Regions from separate parts of the Zea mays genome. Here all the other regions are linked to region 1. A link is a contact called in public Hi-C and HiChIP or PLAC-seq data. All regions are on one chromosome and are shown on one strand. Each heading gives the region's core, a stretch centred on a gene start, on an enhancer-like site or on the middle of the called end of the contact. The rest is flanking DNA. Distances are from core to core; before and after follow the strand shown. Region 1 holds the start of LOC103643119 (traB domain-containing protein). Region 2 holds the start of LOC103645193. Region 3 has its middle 45 kb from the start of LOC109943721.

Evidence for each region. A called contact is a pair of places that touch in the nucleus more often than the background predicts. HiChIP or PLAC-seq counts read pairs in DNA pulled down with a chosen protein or histone mark.
Region 2: a contact with region 1 is called in a Hi-C map of leaf, with 4 times the contacts expected there. The contact joins the promoter of LOC103645193 here to the promoter of LOC103643119 in region 1. A contact is called at or near these places in 15 of 25 Hi-C or Micro-C datasets (bundle sheath, ear, endosperm and 6 more).
Region 3: a contact with region 1 is called in an H3K4me3 HiChIP or PLAC-seq map of leaf, with 4 times the contacts expected there. The contact joins the enhancer-like site here to the promoter of LOC103643119 in region 1. A contact is called at or near these places in 9 of 25 Hi-C or Micro-C datasets (bundle sheath, ear, endosperm and 1 more) and 1 of 3 datasets of contacts at active chromatin or transcription factors (leaf).

The regions. Positions count from the first base shown.
Region 1 is chr1:201,719,773-201,722,771 of Zm-B73-REFERENCE-NAM-5.0, reverse strand. It overlaps LOC103643119 (traB domain-containing protein), which reads right to left and starts at 1,418. Exons shown (of 7, transcript XM_008666274.4): 1 at 979-1,418; 2 at 759-874; 3 at 577-665; 4 at 411-485; 5 at 41-133. The coding sequence starts at 1,331.
Region 2 is chr1:201,925,820-201,928,818 of Zm-B73-REFERENCE-NAM-5.0, reverse strand. LOC103645193 reads right to left here and starts at 1,391. Exons shown (of 5, transcript XM_023300874.1): 1 at 1,383-1,391; 2 at 1,009-1,188; 3 at 710-904. The coding sequence starts at 1,391. LOC109943721 (a long non-coding RNA gene) reads left to right here and starts at 1,748. Exons shown (of 2, transcript XR_002266805.1): 1 at 1,748-2,023; 2 at 2,136-2,582.
Region 3 is chr1:201,880,587-201,883,585 of Zm-B73-REFERENCE-NAM-5.0, reverse strand. No RefSeq gene overlaps it. Among protein-coding and RNA genes, the nearest start is that of LOC109943721, 45 kb to the left of the region's middle. Within about 2 kb of position 1,450, at least 14 of the 20 cell types and tissues checked have an H3K27ac peak or open chromatin away from gene starts, as enhancers often do. A contact at or near this core is called in bundle sheath, ear, endosperm and 1 more, where this site is marked.

The sequences.
Region 1 (2,999 bases), core at 169-2,668:
ATTACAACTGAGGACTGACAAAATGAATACAGGTACTCACCGGCGTGTGAGTCTTAGAAGTAATTCCGCGGAACAGTGAGATTAGTAGCTTTGCCTTTTGATCCCATGTAAGGGATTTCCATGCTCGTTCAAGCTGAATGAACAATCTGACATGAGCTTCAGCTATTTTATCAGTTGTACTCCCCATTTCCAATTATAAGATATTTTGTTTTTCTAGACTCGTAGCTTTTGCTATGTATTTAGATACACAGTATGTCTAGATAGATAATAAAAGTAACGTATCTAGAAAAGTCAAAATGCCATATGATTTGGAACGGAGGGAGTAGAGTACTTTACAGAGTTAGCAATGCAAGTTCAGTGCACAAATCTGCAATTGAAGAAAACCATTGTGTAGATAATAAGCCACATACAGTTATTTCAATGGGGCGATCCCCAAGAACAAGCTGAGCTCCAATATCTTCAGACACCCTCCTAGCTGCCCGGAACTACCAAAATACAGTATACGGTAGTAGAATTCAGTTGCTAAGTTATCACAATGTCTGAAGAAAACTTACGTGTCAGGTTATTAGCAAATACCTCTTCTCCAAACGGCCGGTTCGCACTGGAAGCAATTTTAGACGAAAAAACAGCGAGGAGCAGACGCAGAGCAAGAGCGCTCTGCCCACCTGTGCCAGCCCAAAGAAACCAACAAGATCAGCAGGTCTCCGTGAGTTCTGATGGGAAATGGTAAACACGAGGCAAGGGTCGGTTGCTCTCACCCAGGTTGATGCTTCTACTGACTGCGCCGAAGAACTTGGAGCCACCGAGAGAGAACATGTTGGACTTCAAAAGCGGCTCGTCGGAAGAATCACTGGACGCGTACATGATTCCAGCTCTGAAGTGAGGGCTCTGCAACGGCGTCAGTTAGCCCCGCCCCCGGAAGAAGATCGACGACACTTCTTTAAGCGGCTTAAAGTTTAAGGGAAGGCGTGGCCTTGCCTGCTCCGGCAGAGCTCGACGACGACATTGTCGGGTTGGACGGCGCGGAGGACGCGCTCCACGTCGGCGACGGAGTCCCGGGAGAGGTGCGAGGTGCCGAGGATCCACACATCCTCAGGCTCCACGAAGTCTGGCGGGCGCCACGCCGGGACCGGGCCGAACCGCCGCCGCGGGACGCGCACGAGCGCACCGGACTCGATCAGCCCCGCCAGCGCAGGGTTCCCTGCGGCGGCGGCGCGCGTGTCGGCGAGCACGGCCGCCCGGTAGTCGAAACACGGCGGCGGCGGCCGCAACGACGCCGCCGCGGCGGATGGGGTGGGCCCCGCTGCCATACTGGCGGGTCGGCTGCGCATCTGGTTGCTGGGTGGTGCTGGCGCGGCCGCGCGCCGCGGGGAGGATATGAATGGGATATGGAACCGCGATCGGCGGCAGTCACGCTCGCGTGCGGTGATTCTTTCTGCTAATTCCATTGATATGGGCCGTACATACATGGGCCGTGTGTTGCAAAACTTTTTGCATACATGGTAATTCCGGAAGAAGACCTTTTTGCATGTGAGTTCTATTGTATTAACAGGAAAGGGTTGTGTGTCTACTTGCATCTCCTGAAAAGCCAATCGACCCTCATTTATGGCCGATTGTATCTGTCGACGAAAAACATTACAATCATTGGTGGCATGAGAAAAGGAATTATGCCACTTACAATAAGCACGCCTCTTTAATTCATCAGGAGGAGGAATAGTATGAGTTAATTTAATGTTGTCGTTTTTCAGTAACTCGTCAAATATTTTATCGCATTTGGCAACATTAAAAGTAAACTTAACTTCCTCTTGTCGATTCTTTCGAATTGACTGTAAAGCAGAACACGCTGAAGGTTTAGCCTGTCCTGGCCAAACCAGTTCGGCGGTGTATACATCCGTGGATTCATCGTCCGAATTATCGTATCCCACTAAATGCATCTTATGGCTAGCCGATTTTGATGTTTCCTTACTTCGGCTTTCACAGGTCATAGCCCGCTGGTGTAAGTGCACTAATGAAAAGAATTGGGCGCCGTCTAATTTTTCTTTTAAGTAGGATCGCAACCCATTGAAAGCTAGCCCTGTCAGTTGTTTTTCTGCGACATGAATCTGAAAGCATCGGTTTCTAGTGTCCCGGAATCTCCGGATATAGTCATTAACTGATTCTTCAGACCCCTGTCGGACTGAAGCTAAGTCAGCCAATTCTAACTCATGTTCTCCTGAGAAGAAGTGTTCATGAAATTTCTGCTCTAATTCTTCCCAAGAGTTAATAGAGTTTGGTGGCAAAGCTGCGTACCATGCAAATGCAGTATCAGTAAGGGACAACGAGAATAAACGAACGCGGTAGGCTTCCCCATCAGCCAATTCTCCCAAGTGTGCTATGAATTGGCTTATATGTTCGTGTGTGCTTTTCCCACTTTCACCAGAAAACTTAGAGAAGTCTGGTATTCTAGTTCCCTGTGGGTATGGCACGGTGTCGAATCGGTGGCTATAAGGCTTCCGATACGATTGCCCTGTACCTGACACACTAACACCGAGTTTGTCCCTGAACATCCCGGCTACCTCGTCTCTGACCCTCTCTGCCATGTCTGGCGACCATCCATTAAGTTTGTGGGTGGAGATTTCAGGTTGCCTGACATTACTCTGTCGGCTTTCCTCCCAGGTATGTTTGAGGTGTGTGTTAGGTGTCCTATTAATGTCACCAGCTCCTGCCATATACCCCTCAGGCTCTCTTGTGGCCGAATAGTATTCAGCCCTATGTCCATGAGGTGGTATGGCATGATTATAATGTGTTGCTGGTGGGGCACCATAATGTTGCTGCGATGAATGTGGGAACTGTGCGTATTGCGCAGCTCTCGGCTCTGCGTATGCATATCCGGACGGTCCGGCGTAAGAGGCCGAATGGTCCGCGACCTGGCCAAATGGTCTGAAGGTATATCCGGATTGTCCAGCCGTATATGGTGCTACGTGGGTAGTCTCGTACCCAGACCGTCTGTCGTAAAGAAC
Region 2 (2,999 bases), core at 142-2,641, 210 kb before region 1:
ATCCATTTGTGTCGCATATTGGAACGCCGGATTCTCTGTCATTTTATCCTGGAAATATTTGAGCATGCTTCCAGCTTGACCATATACCATCTCTCGTTGTCGCTTGCCACGCAAATAGTTTTTATGGTCACGAATGGTGTAACTCAAATTAAGCGGCCCACCCACTTGGCGACATGCTAATTCATGTGATGCTTTTGGTCCTATTCCCGAGTCATCAGCTGTTTCAATTTCAAAAGCTTGCAAATCTGAAATTTTCCTTTGTGACACCATCAAGTGGAATGTTTCTGGCAAGTGAAGGTTATGGTTGTGTTCTAAATTCAAATCATAAACTTTGTATCCACCAAACTCTTTATCTTTTACAAGTCCCATACGCACTTCACAATCCGTTCTAGTTTCAGCTCGATGACACTTTACTTCATACCCCTTTTTATCTTTCCCTCGATGACCTTGATTAGCACAAACAAATCTACATGACGTGACGTTTCCATCAATCTTACTTGTATTTGAGTACCTTTTTCTAACATCAAAACCTTTTTGACCACTATACGCTAACCAAAATCTCCAGCCCTCATCTGGGTTTCTGAATTTCATTCCAATACGAGGAATCAAACAGGGCAACACATTCTCCCTAAAAAAGACAACTAAAATTTAAAAGAAAGGAACAAATGGACCATGATATTAGGAATAAAAATAAAGTGGTGCATCTCACATGTTTGATCCGTTGGTCGCATCTTCCTCCATCTTTGCTTCTCAGCTTTTTGCCTTGTCTGTTGGTTGGTTTCCTTCGTCGCTGTCTCTCTGTATTTGGTGCTTTTTGCCCTGTCCGTTGGTTCCTTTTGTCACTGTCTCTCTGTATCTGGCGCCAAAACAGGCAGCCTTTCCCGCTGCTTTTTCCTCCGTTGCGCTGTGTTCCTAGATGAAAGAAATAAGAAACGAAGAAAAGAAGTGGGCCAGAATTACTCTGTTGGGCCGCTCCATACACTACTGAGGGAGAGGACAGCAGATCACCGTTGGTTTGAAGATCGACGAGCGCACGGCAGGCTGCCGTAAGGCAGCGGATCTGGTTCCAGTATAGTGTGTGCTGGGCGTGTGAAGGACCGAGAACACGGCCAGAAGAGGAGCGTGGGCGTGGTGAATGGAATCCAGAATTTTCTTTCGGAGAATTAACCCTTGAGCACAGGCAAATCTCTAGAAAACTAAAGCTCGTCAAAGACGTGCTAATTATTTTGCCGGATATTTTGGGTGATGACCGATGAGCACGCACTCAAATTTAGCTGAGGAACACAACAGAGACTAAACCGAAACGGTACTCTCCACCTCGATCTATCACAAAAGAGGCAAGATATACCAACTTAAAACTCACAGGGTGAACTCATGTGTGCAGCATGCATGGGGGGTGCCGACGACTCGATGAGGCGACCGCGGAGCCTAGCTCTCTGGGACTGGGACTGGGACTGGGACTGGGACTGGGACGGAAGCTTCTTCTCAAGCCCAGCCCGGCCAGCGCATGCATAATAAGATAACCGTAACCGGTCGAAGCACGCGACGCAAAGAGAACTCGCCGGCGGCTCTGACCGGCCGCTAGCAGTAGTATAATCGATGTGTGTGCTTTTCGGTGCCGCTGCGGCGTCGCCGTCGTCGGCCGTCACTGGGGCCGTGACTGCACCGACACACCAATGGCTCGTGTATTCAACGACGGATTATTAATAAATGTACGTAAGGGTCGTCATTAGCTAGAAAACAAAGGCCGGCCTGGTCGTGTCGTGCGTGCCTTCGATTGCGCATTTTGTTGAGCACACCAGTACACCACACCAGGCCAGTCTGCTGTTTCTTCTTCAGCGCACGCCCTGCTAGCTGCTGCAACGAAAACCTGAAGGTGAAGGTCTCGGACCCCTCGGTAGCCCTACACTGCAGCGGGGTAGGTGGCGAGGCGTGTCGCGTGTGCAGCACTGCAGCAGCAGCCTCTCCCGCGTCGGGTGAGGAGAGCACAGAGGAGGGGGTTGCTGTGCCTGTGCCCGGGCAGGTAGGTCATTCCTCTTTGTTCTTTTCGTCGCTCACGGTCGTCGGCCCTTCCTCCATCGGCTGTTGCGCTTTACCTGTCCGCCCCCGCCAGTGACGTGCGCGCGGCAATGCAGGTGCGCGCGGCAATACTTTTCTTCCCCCCGTGCGCTCTCCTTTACGTTTTGTTTTTGTTGGAGGAGCCGAGGAGGAAGAGTCAGCGGTCCAAGGTAAACGCTCTGCCCCTGGCGAATAAACGCTACGTCTATACGCGTCCCAGCATGTGCGGCGCGTCGGAAAGCAAACGAACAAACAACAGGGCACGCGCGTTCGGCTGACAACTACGGCTTGACGAGATGTTCATAGCTCGTCTGCTACTTCGGTTCGTGGTCAGTTATATCAGTTCGTTTGAATTTTTTTACGAGCTGAGATGACATTCTAGTTCGGTTTGTTAACGAGCCAACTCGCAAGCTAAACGAGCTAATATGTTTCAACAAAATAAAACTATATGTATATCATTTATGTAATAATTGATGAACATATTATATTTATGTATGGTGTATATGTCATATGAGTTAAACTAATGATTGATAAACTATGACTATATGTTAAATTAGTCTATGTGAATATAACTATGGTTAAACCGATGAATATGTGTGTGAATTGTGAATTGATGAGTTATGTTCATTTGGTGTTACATTGACGTGGTCTGTGAAACTATGTGTATAATTATTATTTCTATTGTTAAATTAGTTTCGAATTAACTATAAATTGATCATTATATATATTGTTCGTTTTGCTCTGACTGTCGAGCTAAACGAGTTAGATTGAGCTCATAAACGAGCCGAGCTGACTATGTGGCTCGTCGGCTTAATGAGTCGAGCCAAGCCAATTCGTTAGCTTAACGGGCCAGCTCGAACTCGGACGAGCTGAGCCGAGTTGGCTCGATATCGAACCCTAAGTAGCACACTACAAACGTCTGGGTGGATCTGTGTTCCGGA
Region 3 (2,999 bases), core at 201-2,700, 160 kb before region 1:
GTTAATAATAACGATTCACACTCGAAGACCGGCGTTAACAAATTTTAATAAGGCGGTATCCATTTGTAATGTGGTATCGATTATGGTTAAAATTAAACAAATATGATTTAACGTTATTGGTTAGCCATTACATTACTAATATGTGAATCAAACTGCACCCAAGTTCTTAAGTCTTCAGTTGGTCCAGGGGATTTGGTTCGAGATCTTCATTGAGATTGAAGTTGAGAGCTCCACTTTTAATCTCCGGTAAGTTAATTTCACCGTGTCGCATAGTTTTTCACTGTGGCTAGTGTGTCCAGCTATGTTCTCTGGTCCGGGGCGGAGCTACAACTTGATATCGATGGATTTCAGAAAATATAGTGTAAAGTATTGTTTAATACCGTTTACAGTATTGATGACACCCATGTAAAACGATACTGACACTATAAACCTTGAGGCTGGCTTCGCCCCTGCCAGGTCATCACATTAACCCAAATTACATAGTTTCTTCTTCTGAACTATACGATTCTTCTGTTAACAAAAAAAAGGTACCCTCAAACACCCCTAACATCTGCTTGTATCTCAGCCACATACTGGTATGTTATTATGAAAAAAATAATCCAAAGAACCCAAATAGTTGCTTGTCCATAAACCACGTTGTGGAGTCCATTATATTATGTTGTGGAGTTCAGATGTCCAAAAACCCATAAAGTAATTCAATAACTAGAAATTTGCATACAGCTAGGGCTGGATATCGAGCCAGATCGACTCGACTCGTCTGAGTTCGAGCTGGCTCGTTAAGCTAACGAGCCATAAAATCAGCTCGACTCGGCTCGTTCATGAGCTCGAGCGATCGCGAGTCAGAGTGGAAAAAAACAATATGTATATAATAATCAATTTCTAGTTAATTTCAAACTAATTTAACAATAGAAATAGTAATTATACTCATAGTTTTATAGACACATCAATATAACACCAAATTAATAGAACTCATCAATTCACAATTCACACACATATTCATCAGTTTAACTCACAGTTATATTCGCATAGATCAATTTAACACATAGATATAATTCATCAGTTTAACTCATTGGACATAGACACCATACATAAATATACTATGTGATATGTATATAGTTTCGTGTTGCTGAAACGTGGTAGCTCGTGAGCTGGCTCGTTAACGAAGAAAGCTAAGATGTCAGCTTTATTCTTAAAAAAATTCAAACGAACTGATCTAAGCCGAACCAAGTCGACTACGAACCGAACGAGCTAACGAGCCACGGGCCATTTTGTCAAAGCCCTACATACAACTGCTATCCGATATGAACGTGTAGTATTTGGCAAGCAAGAAGGCAGATTGTGTTTTTCTTTCGTAGCAGTATGAAAAAGTAGTGGTACAGCACATGACATCCTGGCAGCAGCTGTAGGCACTCTCCCATTTCCTGGGAGCAGGGCATGTCGTCTTCCTGGGGCATCTATGAGTGATCATCTACCCATCATCTTTGTCCTAGGCATCAGCGGCAGTCTTCAGAGGTGACCACCGAGACGAGAAGATAAAGAAAGCTACGCTTTCAGCACGGTCCAACCCATGTGAGCGTTCATCTCAAGTTCCCAACCTCTCCTGGTCCTAGTAATTATATACGTGTACTACTACTACTACTACAGAGACATCTCTGCTAAATTCAGCACTGATACTGGTCGTTTTCAGCTCAAATTCTGGCACTCCCCTCTACACACCTTTGTATTTGTAGTAAGCTAATGACGCCGTTGTCTTCTGATAAGAATCTTGAGACTAGCTAGCTAGCTGGCCCTATCATCTCGGGTAAAGTGGCTCCACATGGAGGCCAATAACACCCATGCCTAATTGTCCCTTCCCACAGACCAGCTAATCAATATAAATCACAGGGCTCATTTGGCTGTACTCCAGTGAACCTCAATTTCCCTCATCGATCCATATAAATTACGTTGGATAAAAGTGCAGCCAAAAAAAAAAAAACAAAAAAGCTAAGTCCTAGATTCGGTTAAGCGCGCGCACTGCTGTCGCTGAGGACGATGAATGGGATTCAACAAGTGCATGGCAAATATCGGCTGCAGTGTACTTAGAAAAGGAGGGCTGGAAACGCTGTGCAGGGAAAGGGCCACGAACTGTTGCTTATAATGCGTTTTAGGAAAGGCGAAGCCATCATAATGGCATGCCCGCAGCAGGGGGGCGTTTCGTTTCCCGTCACCCGTCACACCCAAAATGATGCGATCTATCGTTCGATCCCGACGCCCCCCCGCCGGCCTTATCATCATGCCCCGTTTCCTGTTACGGAGTATCTCTATGCTGGGTACAACAAAGCTGCATGTGTGCATCCTCAAATTGCTACTAGCTAGCCAGATGTGTGTTAGTTTAATTAAGTGGGTTATTACATGCCAAATGATGAATGAAGTGCAAATCAACAAGAAGGTATGCCAAATGATGAATGAAGTGTAAATGCCGACGTATTCGCATGGGAACCGTCGCACATGCCTTGGATCCCCAGGGAGGTGATCGAGCACCATCTGAAGATCCACCCTGACGCCAAACCGGAGAGTCAGAAGCCTCGGAGACAGTCCATTGAGTGGCAGGATTTCATCCGTGAGGAGGTCCGGAAGCTGCTGCGCGCTGGCTTCATCGAAGAGGTCCATCACCCAGTATGGCTGGCCAATCCAGTCATCGTTCCCAAGGCTAATGTGCATCGACTACACCAACCTCAATAAGGCCTGTCCTAAGGACCCATATCCACTTCAACGAATAGATGAGGCAAAGGCCAGGTACCTTGAGACGCACAAGCTTATCTATGCTATACTTGTTTCGTCCAGGAAGTTGCGCCACTATTTTCAGGCACACAGGGTCATGGTGGTGACCTCCTTCCCATTAAGGGCCATTCTCCACAACTCTAACGCCACAGGCAACATCGCCATGTGGGCCGTGGAGCTTGCTGAGTTCCAACTGGACTTCCAGCCTCGCCACGCTGTCAAGAGCTAGGTTCTGGCTG